Regions from separate parts of the Mus musculus genome. Here all the other regions are linked to region 1. The links are chromatin contacts, called in public ChIA-PET and Hi-C maps. All regions are on one chromosome and are shown on one strand. The core of a region is the stretch at or near the end of the contact, and the rest is flanking DNA. Distances in the headings are between cores, read along the strand shown. Region 1 has its middle 10 kb from the start of 1700018A23Rik. Region 2 overlaps Parp11 (poly (ADP-ribose) polymerase family, member 11). Region 3 has its middle 8.7 kb from the start of Gm52919.

Evidence for each region. A called contact is a pair of places that touch in the nucleus more often than the background predicts. ChIA-PET counts read pairs in DNA pulled down with a chosen protein or histone mark.
Region 2: a Hi-C map of CD8 T cells shows a contact between it and region 1, with 4 times the contacts expected there. The contact joins two enhancer-like sites. A contact is called at or near these places in 2 of 484 Hi-C or Micro-C datasets (CD4 T cells and CD8 T cells).
Region 3: an RNA polymerase II ChIA-PET map of memory CD8 T cells shows a contact between it and region 1, with 17 read pairs. The contact joins two enhancer-like sites. A contact is called at or near these places in 2 of 484 Hi-C or Micro-C datasets (CD4 T cells and embryonic stem cells) and 1 of 115 datasets of contacts at active chromatin or transcription factors (memory CD8 T cells).

Annotation. Positions count from the first base shown.
Region 1 is chr6:126,809,579-126,814,333 of GRCm38.p6, forward strand. It overlaps the pseudogene Gm29788. Among named protein-coding and RNA genes, the nearest start is that of 1700018A23Rik, 10 kb to the right of the region's middle. Within about 2 kb of position 2,108, at least 25 of the 459 cell types and tissues checked have an H3K27ac peak or open chromatin away from gene starts, as enhancers often do. A contact at or near this core is called in CD8 T cells and memory CD8 T cells, where this site is marked.
Region 2 is chr6:127,471,732-127,476,486 of GRCm38.p6, forward strand. It overlaps Parp11 (poly (ADP-ribose) polymerase family, member 11), which reads left to right. Exons shown (of 9, transcript NM_181402.4): 5 at 2,505-2,580. Among named protein-coding and RNA genes, the nearest start is that of Parp11, 20 kb to the left of the region's middle. Within about 2 kb of position 2,395, at least 30 of the 459 cell types and tissues checked have an H3K27ac peak or open chromatin away from gene starts, as enhancers often do. A contact at or near this core is called in CD8 T cells, where this site is marked.
Region 3 is chr6:127,327,526-127,332,280 of GRCm38.p6, forward strand. No RefSeq gene overlaps it. Among named protein-coding and RNA genes, the nearest start is that of Gm52919, 8.7 kb to the left of the region's middle. Within about 2 kb of position 2,911, at least 227 of the 459 cell types and tissues checked have an H3K27ac peak or open chromatin away from gene starts, as enhancers often do. A contact at or near this core is called in memory CD8 T cells, where this site is marked.

The DNA.
Region 1 (4,755 bases), core at 858-3,357:
CATTAGGTCTAAAATTTTAGATAATAAAATAAAAAAAAAACCACAATGAGATTCATCTCACAACCAATAAGTTAATAGCTCAACACACACACAATAACGTGTTGGCGAATATGTGGACAAATCCCAGGAGCCTGGGATTACCCATCATTGGTGGCATGCTTTTGTACATTCACAAGGCCCTGGGTTCAACGCCCAAACCAGACCTGGCTTCTGCCAGGCAGGGTGGTCCGCCCCAGTAATCACCAACTCTTGGAGGCAGAGATCTATGTAGCTCAGAACATAACGCCTTGATTTCCTGGTTCTCCTTCAAAAACAAAAGGCAAGCAACAAGAATCTGCTCAACCCTGTGGGACAGAATATAACTAATTATGTAGCCCCATTTAGGAAACAGGCGGGCAGGCCCTCAAAAGGCTAAAAACAGAGTTACCATACAACACAGCAACTCTGCTACAACGTCTACAAAATGAAGACCTCCATTTGTTCTCATATGGCCTTGCACAGGAAACAACCCTCCTTGAGACCACACCCATGCTTTGGGGTGTGTCTCGGTTGCCTCTTTCCCCCTTAACCTTCATGTTTGTGTATTAGTACGTGTATATCAAACCCTAACTCCAATTCATTAAAAGGCAAAACATAAGGCCAGGCGTGGTGGTGCACACCTTTAATCCCTGCACTTGGGAGATAGAGGCAGGCGGATTTCTGAGTTCAAGGCCAGCCTGGTCTACAGCATGAGTTCCAGGAGAGCCAGGGCTACACAGAGAAACCCTGTCTCGAAAAAAACAAATAATAATAATAATAACAATAACAAATAAAATAAAAGGCAAAACATGACAGCGTTATTCACAGTAGCCCAGACCTGAAAACAAGGAACCAGCCATCAGCTAATGACTAAAGGGTAACCGCCACATATCAATATAAAAGGGTACTCCCTGGCATCACGGGTGTCAAGGATGCTGCGGTTACAGGGCAACTAGTTACTGAAGAACACGTTGCGAACCAACTCGAGGAATAAGTCCTGGGCCTCTCTCTGCTGAGCCTCTGAGAGCCCCTTGTCCCATTGCTGGAAGTGTGTGTTCTTCCCCCAGCCTTGAGCAGGCTGCCTCAAACCTAGCTTGCCACAGCCAGCTAGCCCATCTAGGGTGGAGTCTTCCAACCTAGGTAAAGTCTATTGTCCTGCCACATCTGTGGTTTCCTCCAAGATGCCACTACTGCTGAGAGACTGAACCTGTCTTCCTGATGTGATCCTGACAAAGCAATGAGATGCTGGCCTGGTGGGGGATGGGTGGTCCCCACCCCTTTATAAGCTCACACTCATAAGTCAACATTGGCCTTGATCAGAGAACTTTGTCTTGGCTCCTTATTTCTCTCGAAGCCTTTCCCATCCAAACCCCCATCTTTGCTTTCAGGAACTCAGTACCCCGTGGTCGCTGGCAGCTACACGAGTGCACTGCGAATCCCACAAATCTCTTGAAACCTCAAAGATCAACCCCTGAGACACAGCTCCTCCAACAGCAGCGCTACAGCCTCCAATCCCTCCCAAATAGTTCCACCAACTGGTAACAAGATACTCAAAACCCTATTTGAGCCATTAGTATTCAAAGTGCTATAATCACTACCACCAACATCCCTAGATGTCACAACCATAAGCGTATTAATGAAATAATTTGTAGTGATTGATAGGTTAATTATGGTAACTCTGGTCTATAGATTAGACCACCACAGGCATCCAGAGAGTGCTGGAAAGGGTATGGGTTGTTTAAGAAATTAAGTTCATTACTCACTAGTTAGGGAAACTAAAGCAATTTAGTTTACCTCTCTGAACTATTTTTCTTATCTATAAAATGAGAGTTTATAACACCGACTAGGATTTGGGATATAGCTCAGTGGTTTGTGTTTGCCTAGCATGGGCAAGGGCCTAGGTTGGAGCCCTAGTGCTACAATAAACAGGCAAACAAGCTAGGCACAGTGAGGTTTTCCCTGAATCCTGGCACTCGAGAGGCTGAGGCAGGATGACTGCCACAAGTTCGGGGTTATCTGGGACTATACAGTGAAACCTTGTTTTCAAAAAGTGAAACAAATCAACCATTTCCTCTGCAGTGTGGTTATGAGGTGCGAGCCAACCTTGTCAAAGGCTCGGCACATTCAGGAAACATAAGATATTGTCATCACTGTGGTTTTATGTTTTTTAAAAAAGAAAGACATTCTGAAAGACAAAGTGTTATACAAAAAAGTTGCTTATAAAATTCTGGCTAGGGCTGGGTACCTCAGTGATGGCTGCTTGCTTGTCCTGCACCAGGCCTTGGGCTCTATCCCCACCCCTAAAACAACTGAAAATTAAAAATAGACCAATAATAATGGGAGGTGGAGGAGTTTAAACATGACTTAGGTTCCTGTGCTCTCTAAATAGGAGACCTAACTGACCTAACCACCATCATGGGCCACTTACAGCCCAAATAACATGGGCATTTCAAAATACTGTATTAAGGGATCTGTTACAGGAATCCATGCTGTGCAAGATCTCCGTAAGCGTTTCTAAAAGCCCCTAGAGGCATCTCAGAGTTAGCCCACGTCCCCATTTGAAAAGTCTGTCTACTAAGCACTCTGTCCTCGTAGCGCGGCCTCTTGGGCCTGATGCGTCTGGAACATCCTCAGTGGATTCTTTGGGAGTTTGCCTTTAGACACAGGGTAGCAGGTAGCCTGGGCTGGCCTTGACCTTGATATGTAGTAGAAGCTGATCTTGAGCTACATCTGCATCTACTTTCCTAGAGCTGGGATTATAGGTGTGAGCCACCACTCCCAGTTCTGAAGGTTTGTATTTTATATTCTGTTTGGGGTTTTCCTTTCGTTTAGACTCACAGCTGGCTTGGAACTCACTTTGTAGCCCAGGCTGGCCTCAACCTTCTGACAATCCCCTTGCCTCAGCCTCCCAAGTCCTGAGATTGTTTAAGCATGCTTCTTTGTGCTGTGGTTTCTGGTTTAGGGCAGATAGCCCGCAGACAGTTTTCCTGTATCCCAGAAATAACTTTACTGTTTGTCTGGATTGGTTGCAGGTAGGTATCATAGTGTTGAATTCTGTGTATGGCACAGACATGAGTGTTTGGATGGCTTCAGCCAGGAGAGGAGACACCAGACAGTACAACCCAAGAAGAAATCCTAAGGTATGTATGATTGCCAGTAAGAGGATTCCTCAGCTTAAGGATGCTCCCTCCCACGAAAGTCAAGGGGCTCAGCCATATCCCTCCACCACAGCAACAAAAGAGAAAGGATCTTTGTACAGAACTGGATTGTATCCTAACCGCATGTATTTGTAGACGCTGCAAATTAGGAAATGCAACGGAGCACTCAATATGGTTGATGGGCATTTAATCTCGGAAAGAGGTAAAGTCAGAGAACTCTGCAAGTAATGTTCCAGCACTGAGTGACCATAAGGGAAGAAGCTGGCACAGAGGAAAGGAAAGCATTCTCCTGGACATCAGACCAGTATAGACTGCAGAATAAGGCAACAGAGGAGAAGAAAACTAAACGGTGGGTTTTCATCCATTTGTCTTTTCTTCTCGTTGATTTTGCTGGTTGGGAGTTTCATGGGGAAGCTCCCACCATCTGGGCTGATGCAGCACAGGCAGCTGGGTATGATCATGTGATTCACTTGTGTAAGCCTTCTAACACAGTTCTCGGGCGGGGTGTGATTGGACGGGCGAGTGGTAACTTGAATGATTGCCTTGCCTACCAACTGTCAGTGGACAGCTAAGCTGCCATCTCATCCCAGTAAGGCGTTAAATAATTTAAGGAGAAACTACTCATCTGTACGAACATTGAATGGTGCACTTAGGACAAGACACTGTAGGCTTTCAGGCAGGTGAGAGAAGGCTAGACTGATGGGTTAGAGAAAAGGCTACCCCTGTACTAGATCAAAGTGAATTGGTGAGCAATTAGGACGAGTCAGTGCTGTACTTTTCTTCTTCTTCTTCTTTTTTAATGATCTGGAGTCATCTCCTGCTTCAGGCTATAATGGAACGCCTGAGACAAGATTGGTCTCCTCTCAAAAGCATCTGCAAAACTACACAAAATAGATAACTGTTTTCAGGGAAAAAGCATATGATCGCTGAGAGGTAGGGAACAGAGTACTCTGTCATTGCCCCAGGGAACAATTCTACAGTCATGAAATAGGATGGAATGCTGAGAGACAGACAGACAGACAGAGAGACAGAGACAGAGAGAAACAGAGAGACAGAGATAGACAGAGAGAAACAGAGACAGAGAGACCCACTGAGCAGAGTCGTCAAGGAATAAAGTTCATGAGCTGTGGAAACATAGCTTGCAGCAGAGGGTACTAAAGTTAAAAGAACTGCATAAAAGAAAGGGGTCCAAGAGTCTGCCATTATCCTTCCAGATTTCCAGACATCCAAAAGGCTGAGCATGTCCTGGGACAAACCACACAAGTGTAGCTTAGAGCAAGCACTACAGGGTTGAAAGAAAATGGAAACACTAGCGGTCTTAGAGCCCCTGAGTGTGATCTCCGGCTAGTCCAGCTCCTCTTGTGGTGCCTTTGCCTCTTGTGTTTCAGTGCTGTTATTAGGTACACGCATGCTGAGTTTGCTGTGTCTTCCTGAAGTAGGGACTCTTTGAGGAATATGGTAATGTAATGTTACAGGACACAGACCTATGACCTCGGCTTTCCTGTATTCTAGAAGAAATTTAGGAAACAGAAACTAGGGAAAGACATGGATTTGCAGTTTGATCAAACAAGGGGGAAAG
Region 2 (4,755 bases), core at 1,145-3,644, 660 kb after region 1:
TGCAGCTCTGAAGTGCAGGATTAGCCCAGATGTCTTGAAGCATGAAGTAAATCCTCCTGTTCTCTGCTCAATCAAACCTGCACTGTCAACTCTTGAGCAGCCCTGCCATTGATAAAAGCATGTTTCTATGTTCTTGTCTGTTAACATATGTGCTGTTGGCCATGTGTTTTGAGTTCATGTAAAGCTCTTTATAACTTTTGGTTTTGTCTTTGCTTTTTGTTTTGTTTTTGTTTTTGTTTTTTGTTTTTTGAGGTGAGGTCTCCCTGTATTGCTGGGCTGGTCTTAAACTCAAAATCCTCCTGCCTCAGCCCTTGGAGTAGCTGGATTGCAGGTCTGTAATGCTATGCCTGTCTTATAGCTTTTAATTTACTCTGCACCCCAGCAGCCTGGAGATTGCTTTGAATTGGGAAGCTTTTTATCTTACAGATCAAGCAGATAATAAAAGAGGAAGTCACTGTTGGCTGGTGACTGTCTCAAGGCAAAGTGAAGCCATGTGACCTTTCTGCTGCTACTTAGGTCAAATGGCTGCCTCTTTCAGTGGCTGCTCTTGGGGTGGTTCCTCATTTCCCTGGTTCTTTCACGGATGAGCCCAGCTGATGTGCAGATCAGCCTCAGTTTGGACGCATGCCACCCTGTCTTTCACCCCCCGTGCAGGGCCGTGTTATCAGGTGTCTCAGGAAAGCACTGTTGAATTCAGCCCATAAGTCCCAGGCTGCCTTCACACTGTTTATGGCTTTGATGTGAAGGAGGTGTGAGCGGGGCAGTGTCTCAATCACTGTACATCTAGTGGCTCTACACCTCAGCCTTCTAGCTATTCTTCTCCAGTTGCTGAGCTGTGTCTTTCCAACGATGGTGGTGCTGGTGTGCTGAGAATGGAGCAGAAGGCCCGAAATGCTTTTCCAGAAGTGGAAAGGGTTTGGCCCGAAATGCCATCCTACAAACCTGCTTTCCTTGCAGTTGCTCATAATCAAGAATAAATCAAAGAATAGATGGATAAATTAAATTTAAAAAGAATGAAACCATCATATTTTTACTTTCAACCAATCCTGACTTTAAAAACTAGCATTAGGAACCAGGCCGCCCATGGGGGACACCGGCATTGATGTTTCTGTTCTAGGCAGGCAGAAGGTGCTTGGCAGATGTTACCAGAGTTCTGTACTAGTGTGTACAAGCACAGTTTTGGAGGGAAAACAGACACAGCGTGATATAGACAAGCGTCAGGCTTCAGAAAGGGGCTGCCACTTGTTAAAGTGTGTGGTAGGTGTTCAGCAGGCCACTGTGTCTAAGAGTAGTCGCTAGTGAGCTATACTCCTTGGGAGATCCCACCAGGAAATAGAACTTATCCAGAATGTCTTTCTAGACACTCAGAATGTACTTCAGTTGGTAGAATACTTGCCTAGCACGAATGGAACCCTAGCAGAGCATAAACCAGGCTTGCTAGTACATGCCTGCAATCCCAGCACTCAGGATAAGGAGGCAGGAGGATCAGAAATTCAAGGCCAGTCTTAGCTACATAATGAGTTCTAGGCCATCTTTGCGGACATGAGACCACATATCAAAAAAAAAAAAAAAAAACCAAATAAAAAAAATTCCTTGCTAAAGTATCCCAGCAGTATGTGGCAGCCAGCGAATGAATGGTACAGTTTTCCACATGTTTTCAGGGTTAACCCCAGTCACCCTACCACTGACCAGCTTTTTTTTCCCTGTGAAAGTCATGGAAAGTAAATTCAGATGGAGACAGCTGTGACAATGACGCTACAGGTTTGGTTTTGTGTACTGAGATGAGAATGGTGACAGTACTCTGGTGAGTACAGGAGTGGCAGAGCACACTCAGCACCAGCATTTGACAAGTGCAGTGGCATCAGGTGTGCAACCTGACTAGTATTGTGCTAAGATTCACAGCCTGGTTGGGAGGTGATAAAATGGACCCAGTAGATAGTGCCATGGCTGAGGTGTGGACAGAAGGAGCTGGCCAGATGGTGGTCTTCTGTTACTGAGATCTATGGCTCCCTCTCCCTCCCCCTCCCCCTCTCATCTCTCCCTCTCATCTCTTCCTCCCCGCCTTTGATTTAGGTCTTCAGTTTAAAGAGGAGTAAAGAAACATGTACATTTGAAATGCTGTTCATTGTGCAGATTTTATATGAAAACAGCCTCTTTCTAATTTTCAAATTATTAGGGAAACCAAAGTGTACTTCTACGTGTAACAAATCCAGTAGAAGATTTTAGGTGATTTTGTTCTATACTCTTAACTTTCCTGCCTTTAGAATTCTTGTATTTTGGTGTCAATTTAACACACAGAGGAACACCTTGTGAGATAAGCATCTTGGTGTGGGCCTTAGATCAAGCACTGAAGGAAGGCGCTGCCTGGCACCTTTGCAACATGATAAAAAGGTCACATACCAGCTGTCAGCTCTCTCCAAAGCTGTGTAACCTTCATGTATTGTGGCACTACTCTGCACTGTGTGCTGCTGTGGCTAATCGGATGTGTCTATCTTTGTCTTCAGAAATGAAGCAGATGAATCTTGTCACTGGGAAACAGCGCCTAATAAAGAGGGCTCCTTTCTCCATCAGTGCCTTCAGGTACTAAAACGGGTCCCACGGAGGGTGGGCGGGCGGGCGGTTGGGTGGGGCTGCCCTCCCCCTGCTCTTTCTTACTCTGTGGCAGAAACCTAGGTAGACTGACATTCCATGGAGTAACCTTTGCAGTATTAAACCTCGTGTTCACTGATGGAGTCATCGTTATCTTCTGTCACTGTTTCCTTTCATTCTTGTTTGTCATGTGTAATTTTCTTCAATTCTTAGACTAGTGTGCATGATAATTACAAGGTGCCATATGTTTTTTGCTTAAAATAGGCTATTGAGCTTATGTTTGAATATAAACTGGACATATGGTCACAGAATTTTCCAGAAATTTGACCATAAATCTTAGAGAACTGCCCATTTGGTGTGCCCCTGCACTAATGTAGATTCCCATTGGGTATCTACTTGTTCATCTGTGCCTCTTGTATATAACGCCAGTCCACGGTGACCAAAAACCTGGGGCAGCACAGCCACTGTGGGCAGCAGTGCAGCATCTTCCCTGAAGCACCTGGGGTGCACGATTTCCTTTCGGTTCCCTTTGCCATCTATAGACTGAGAAAGAATGGCCAAGAGCCAGGTGTAGTAAATACTTTATTTGTTGCAAATGGGAAGGGAAAGCAAGTGAAAAAATTTAAGAGTATATCTCCTATTTTCTAGAACGACCACTCAAGCAAATATTGATTTTCTTTTTCTATTTGGAGAACTTAGGATGCAGCTCAGAAACATTATTCGAGCGAGCGTGTGAGTTGTAAGGAGTCGCCTTGCTCCTTCTAGGGCGTCCTAGGAAAAGTAGAGCAAAGAAAAGGGTTGAAGAAACTAGAAAGAAAATAAACACTTTTTCTTTATCAAGATGTTTGACTTGCATTCTAACATCATAATTTAAAAGATAATGATGTCTTTCCTGGGTCTGTGGAACACAGAGAATGTTTCTACCTGCTGCAACATGTATGCATTCCTCATGGGCAGGAATAGGATACAGCAAGCGTTATCCTCTGTAGTGTGTAGTCTGGGGATGAGACACAATAATGGGAGGGATTAGTAGGTATGATGTTATATACATGCTGAGCCATTTCCTTCTGTCCCAGACTATACAAACTGCACAACAGAGACAGAAGGGGCTGACTAGGGGGTGGGGTGTGTGTGTGTGTTAGGGTGTAACCGGAGCTGAGGACAACAATTGAGGCAATAATGACAGGGGAGGAGTTAAGTAGGGAAGCCCCAGGGGATGGTAGTCAGGAGGTGCTGATGCAGAAAGGTTAGCGGCAGGATGCAGGATGATGCTGGGCATTCCTGAAAGCCTGGTGAATATGTGCCCTGTGAAAGCCATGGGTACATACACGTTCTTTAAACCTTTCCGTACAGCTGGAAGACACATTGAACAAAGTGGGGGGGTGGGGTGGGGGGGTGGGAGAGCTTTCAAAAAACAACTCAGTGTTGAAATTAATTTAAATAATAACTCCTTTAGTATTTGAAGTTCTTCTAGAACTCCCTTAAGAAAATTTGAATGTTCCTCCTATTATACTCATAATGAAGAAAATATGAGTTTATGCCAGACTCCTTTGTTAGCAGACTGACTGAAATGCCAAAGTGGGCTAACATGTTTTCCTGGAGAGGTTGCTGGACGGACGATAGGTACCCTCCACATTCCTGGTGAGAAGGTCAATAAGTGCAATGTTCCAAGGCTCCATTTGGGCATCTATGCATCAGAGTTGTCAGTCAGTACATCCTTTGACTCTGGAGTCCCACTTTAGAGACGTCCTTCTTGGGCACACGAAATAACAGATGGGTAGCTTTGGTCTTTGCAGCACTCTGACTGGAGTAGCAGGAGTTGAAGCAAACTGAGTAGCACCAGGAGCGTGCAGTTAAATCAGTGATGGTTCTGTCACCAAGCTCTCCTGCTATTTGGCACCCAAATCCTCCGGAACTGCCCACTTCCCCTGCATCAATGCAGAGCCACATTGGGCAGTCTATAGATGACACACCAAGCCCCGAGGAAGACACTCCACAGCAGAAGCTCTTGAGCCCCTCTTCCCCTGGTCTGGGATGCTTATCTTCTTTTACGCTCCCTCTGGCTGTGCACAGATGGGTGGAATTGTGTGTGTCTGCAGCAGAGCAGGCCTTTACTCATTGAGTGTTGATTAAGTGCCAGCCATGTGCTGCACTTCCCTCTGGCCA
Region 3 (4,755 bases), core at 1,661-4,160, 520 kb after region 1:
ACTTTGAGGTCTTCTGTTCCATTCTATGGTCACCTATTCCATCTTTCAGTGTTAATGACTCTCACTCTGAAACCCGAAGTCTGAAAGGCAATGTTCTTCACTGCTGATCTCCCCCAACAATTCAAGCTGCTCTCCACTCCCTAGGAACGAGCTCCAACATCTTTATCACAACCAACCATCCCATGCAGCTTCAGTTCGGCCAATCAACTGAGCTGTTGACACGTCCGGCACCTGACTACTGTGCATGTCGTTCCTCCTAGCCTACACATGCAACAGAAAACCTCTTTCCTTCCTTGTGGGGCATTGCAGATGTGGTCCCTCCGAGAGCTGTTTTGTGCGCCCCAGCAGAACCAAACTTCATTATGTTTCCATGGTCTTCAGGAATTCTTTCTTTCTTTCTTTCTTTCTTTCTTTCTTTCTTTCTTTCTTTCTTTCTTTCTTTCTTTTTTTTTAATGTAGCACAAAATGACTGCATGGCCCTGCTCATGTGTGAGAGAGAATGAGACAGAGACAGGGAGAGACAAGAGAGTGAGTGCGCATGAAAACATGTAGATGAATGCAGAGGTCAAAGGTCGACTGATGTTGGGCATCTTCCTCGATTGCTCTCTTCCATCTCATTTTTTTTTCTTTGAGTCAAGGAACTGAACTGGAGTTTATTGATTTGGTTAGTCAAGGTGGCCAGCAAGTTCTGGGCATCCTCCTGTCTCAGCTTCCCTAGTGCTGCAATTACAAATGCTAGCTTTTTACCAGGGTGCTGAGGACCTCCTCGGGGTCCAACTGAACCAATTCCCCAGCAGAAGGAATTAAAAAAAAAAAAACCCTTTCCTTTGTGATTATGGCCCTTTCTTTCCTTCAGCTTGTTCCTTTCCTCCTACCTCAATAAATGCCTCACAGAAGCAGGGAGATCTGAAGGGGTGAGAAAGAAATTGTCCCGTCTGGTTTGGCTTCATTTTCTTTACCAAGGTCTACAAGCTTGTCCAAGGTGCAGCACAATCCATTTGACTCAGAGGATGTTGGAAGGAGCTAGCTGAGGTGGAGACATGAAGATGGGGGTGGGGTGGGGAATGGTGGCCAGCTGAGGGGGCCAAGGCAGGGCAAGCTCCAATGTGAAGAAATGAAGGAAACAATACTGATTCCCAGGCCGACATGGAAACCTTGTTACCAAACAAGTGCTCTGTGGCAGTCTCAGCTGATGGGCAGCAGACACCCAATTTCTATCCATCTGTAGAATGGGATGAACAATTTGTTACCACCATCTACTTAAAAATAATGCTGAAGGGCTGGCAAAGATGACTTGGGAAGTGGGGGTGGTAAAGGCACTGGCTACCTAGTCTGATGACCTGAGTTCCAGTTCCAGAAATCACAGGATGGAAAGAGAGAAAGTTGTCTTCTGGCTGCCATAAGCAGCATCTCAAATAAATAAACAAACAAATAAATATTGTAACAAGCAAACAAACAAAAACTTCAACATAAATAACTGCCTAAAGAGCCCCGGTGTTCAGCAGTTCTAAAGTAATGGTGTATATATTTAATCATGGAGATCAGGGCTTGGGGAGGTCAGGGGATGTTAGGAAGGCAATGGGATTAACACATCTTTACAGCTAGGGAAGAGGAGACCAAGGCAGGCTAGTGACCTGCCCATGGTCACAGCCGATGAGCAGCAGAGAACAGAGCTTTTTATGGCAAACCACGCTGGTAACACAGAGAAGCACCCTGTGCTCCCATGAAATGCAAGGCTTTAAGGGCTCCACTAAAGCCCCCTAAAGCAGGCAAAGCACTGCCGCCTGCCTTGTCTTCCGAGGGAGGCTTCCCAAGCTAGCAGCCCTGCCCATAACGCTCTGCCACATGCCACATCCACTAATGGTCTCTTCGCAGTATTGTGGCCGTTACCAAGTGCCTAAGCTATTAACTCACCAGCAGCAGGTGCCAAATTGCCTCTTCTTCTGCACAAGATGTTCATTTAAAACCAAATTACACGTAAATCCTCAAGTGCCTGCTTATTTCCTTCAGCCTTTAGCCTTTTTTTTTTTTTTTTTTGGTGGCCCCCACCCCCTTCACACCCGGCTGCTGGATGTCTCTGAGATGACACGTGGCGTCTCTCCGCAGTTGTGTAGTGAGAAACCGGGCTGTGTGAACCCCAAGCTCGTGGGCTTCCCGAGGGGCACAAATAGAACTGGAAGGATGCTTCGGGACGCTTCCACATCAACTTGACCCTCTTCCGTGGAAACTGAGGCCAAGAATGCAAAAAGGGCTTGCCCAAGCAAGCTGGAAAGACCAAACTAGCATAAGTCTTTTGCTTTGCCAAAGAGGAATCTAAGCTTAGAGAGGTGGTAAGTGACCACCCCTATGCTGGATCCAAGCCTGGAATCTGAGAGGGCCAAGAGGCAGCCCTGGGAAGCAAGCCTTCCTGCTGTCTTATGGCGCTGCGTCCCCTGAGGCCTGGGTGCCCCCTGGCCCTTGTGTGCAATGCTGAAGTCGCTATGGGGCACGCGATGGGGGCGGTGGGGGGAAGAGGGCTAGGGTCCTGACCCTGCAGAAATCAGCTTCGAGGAGGGGCCCCACCTCAGAGTTAAAGGGGCCTCTGGTTGGGGACCCCGGACAGGGTCCGAATGCCTTCCCCCATTCAGTAGGATTATCCCTTTTGAATTGTTGGGGGCGGAAAAAAAAAAAAGCTACAGCTAGCGAACCCTGCCTGACAACACCGAAGGAATTTTTCCCAGGGATCAGCCGAAAGCTGACTCACATTTAAAGACTTGCCCAAAGTGGTCATGCCCCTCTGAGCAAATACCACAGGCATGTAAAACCTCGCTCCCCGCGGCCTCCGGCGGCCGCCCATTGGAGCGGCGCGGCGCCTCTTGGGCCACGCTCAGCCAATCGCAGCGCCGCGGCGCCGGGTTGCTAACCCGGCTGCGGGTCGGCGGCAGGCGCGGGCCGGGAGCTGTCACCGCTTGTTTCCTGTCCCGGGGGCGGGCGTGCAGCGGGTGGGAGGCCCAGGCTGTTTGTTTAGGCAGGTAAGGCCTGCTAAGGGAAGCAAAAGATCCAAGGCGGAGCCACCTACCCGGGAGCCCGCCGTAGGGCCTGGGAGAGTGCAGGCTTCAGGCAGGCTAGGGTGCATTCCTGGGCTGCCGCCCCACGCTTCCAGGGGCCCCGGTCTGGGCGACCCCTCTGCTATCAGGATGCTTGCAAGTCCCGCTCCCATTAGTCATTCCGTGACATCACCACCAGAACCCCAGCAGAGGGCAAGCCGGCCAGGGTATCACCCCAAAGAAGTGAAAGGGTTCTGGCCTGGCCACTGCCTGATCCAGGAATCAGCGTGCCATCTTCATTTGAGACAAGGCTGTTCTCTCCTAGCCTTGGCTGGCCAAGAAAGAATTCACCCTACAGCTCAGGGAGGCCTAGAATTTGTGAGGGCTTTTTTTTCTACCCTAGCCTTTAGAGTGGAAGTGCAGGAAAGATTACAGGCATGAGCCCTTTATGCCCGGCACAACCGTAGCTCTTGTCTTCTGTCAACCTAAATACATTTTTTTGTTGTATGGGGTTGTTTTTGAGATAGTGTCTCGTGTGTCCCAGGCTGGCCTTAAATCTACTGAGGATGACCTAAAATGTCTGATCCACCTCCCGGTTGCTGGGATTGTGGGACTATACAGTTAACACTTGGTTTTATGCAGTGCTGTGGATCAAACCCAGGGTCTCCTGCGGGCCAAGCAAGCGTGTCACTGAAGACCTAGAGCTCCCAGTCCTGTTTGCTCATCTCTAAAATGAGATATGTAGGCCAGCCCTCTTCCCAGGCCCTGGCTCAAAGCCTGGTTCTTATCTGGAGTATGCAAGGAACGTTGAGGTTTGATTCCAGTCCCTCTGTTCCGATTTCCCACAGAACCCCCCAAGTGCTTTCTTATTTGGCACATGGCATCTAGCCATTGAGTCAAAACAGAGGGTCCTCTCTTCCCTTCCAGCCTCCCTTCTGTCCAGCTGTGCAGCACAGTTTCATATCCCCTCTGCTTGCCTCTAGCGTTTGCACCACCTGCCCCATCACTTAGACACACCATGTTTCTTCCCTTGTCTGTTTTCCAGGTCTCTGCAGAAATGGTCCATTCTCTCTGTGCCTTAATTTTCTGTAGGTCCCGTTGCTGTCATTTATGTGGCATCCCAAACCACAATTGTAGTTTCTTCTGTTAGACAGGATAGGAACCACTGTTGGTTTGTTTTGTGCACCTCTTTAGTTCCTAGCATGTGATAATTATTAAATTGAAGTTATTTTTAGAAAGAAAAGAAAAAGTCTGAGAAGCAGAGCCTGGTTGTAGAGGTAAAGGGTGCTAGAACCTGGCTCTGCTCCATCGTTTCTGTTAGAAAATTAGATTATTGAATAATGTATCTTGAGGGGAGTCACAAATCAATGCTCAAACATAAGCCTGTCTCATGTGGATAAGGTAGCTTTGTTCTTTCCAGATGGGTAAAAGGTCCATTCATTTATTCGTTCTGCAAGTATGATGGGACATCTAACCTAAGCCAAGCAACCCAAAGGTAAACAAACTTCTGTGGAGAGCAAGGCCCTTCTTGAGAGCCTAGAGATCACTCGCCATCCAGAGCCTCCCTTGAAGCAAGTCGTCCATCTGGATAATTTGTTCTTTTCATGCCCAAACTGAAGCAAGCTTAGCTTGATCTTTGTCTTAGGCTAAAAGATGGATTCCTCAACACACAATGCCGTGTGTGTGTGTGTGTGTGTGTGTGTGTGTGTGTGTGTGTTTGTGTCATAAA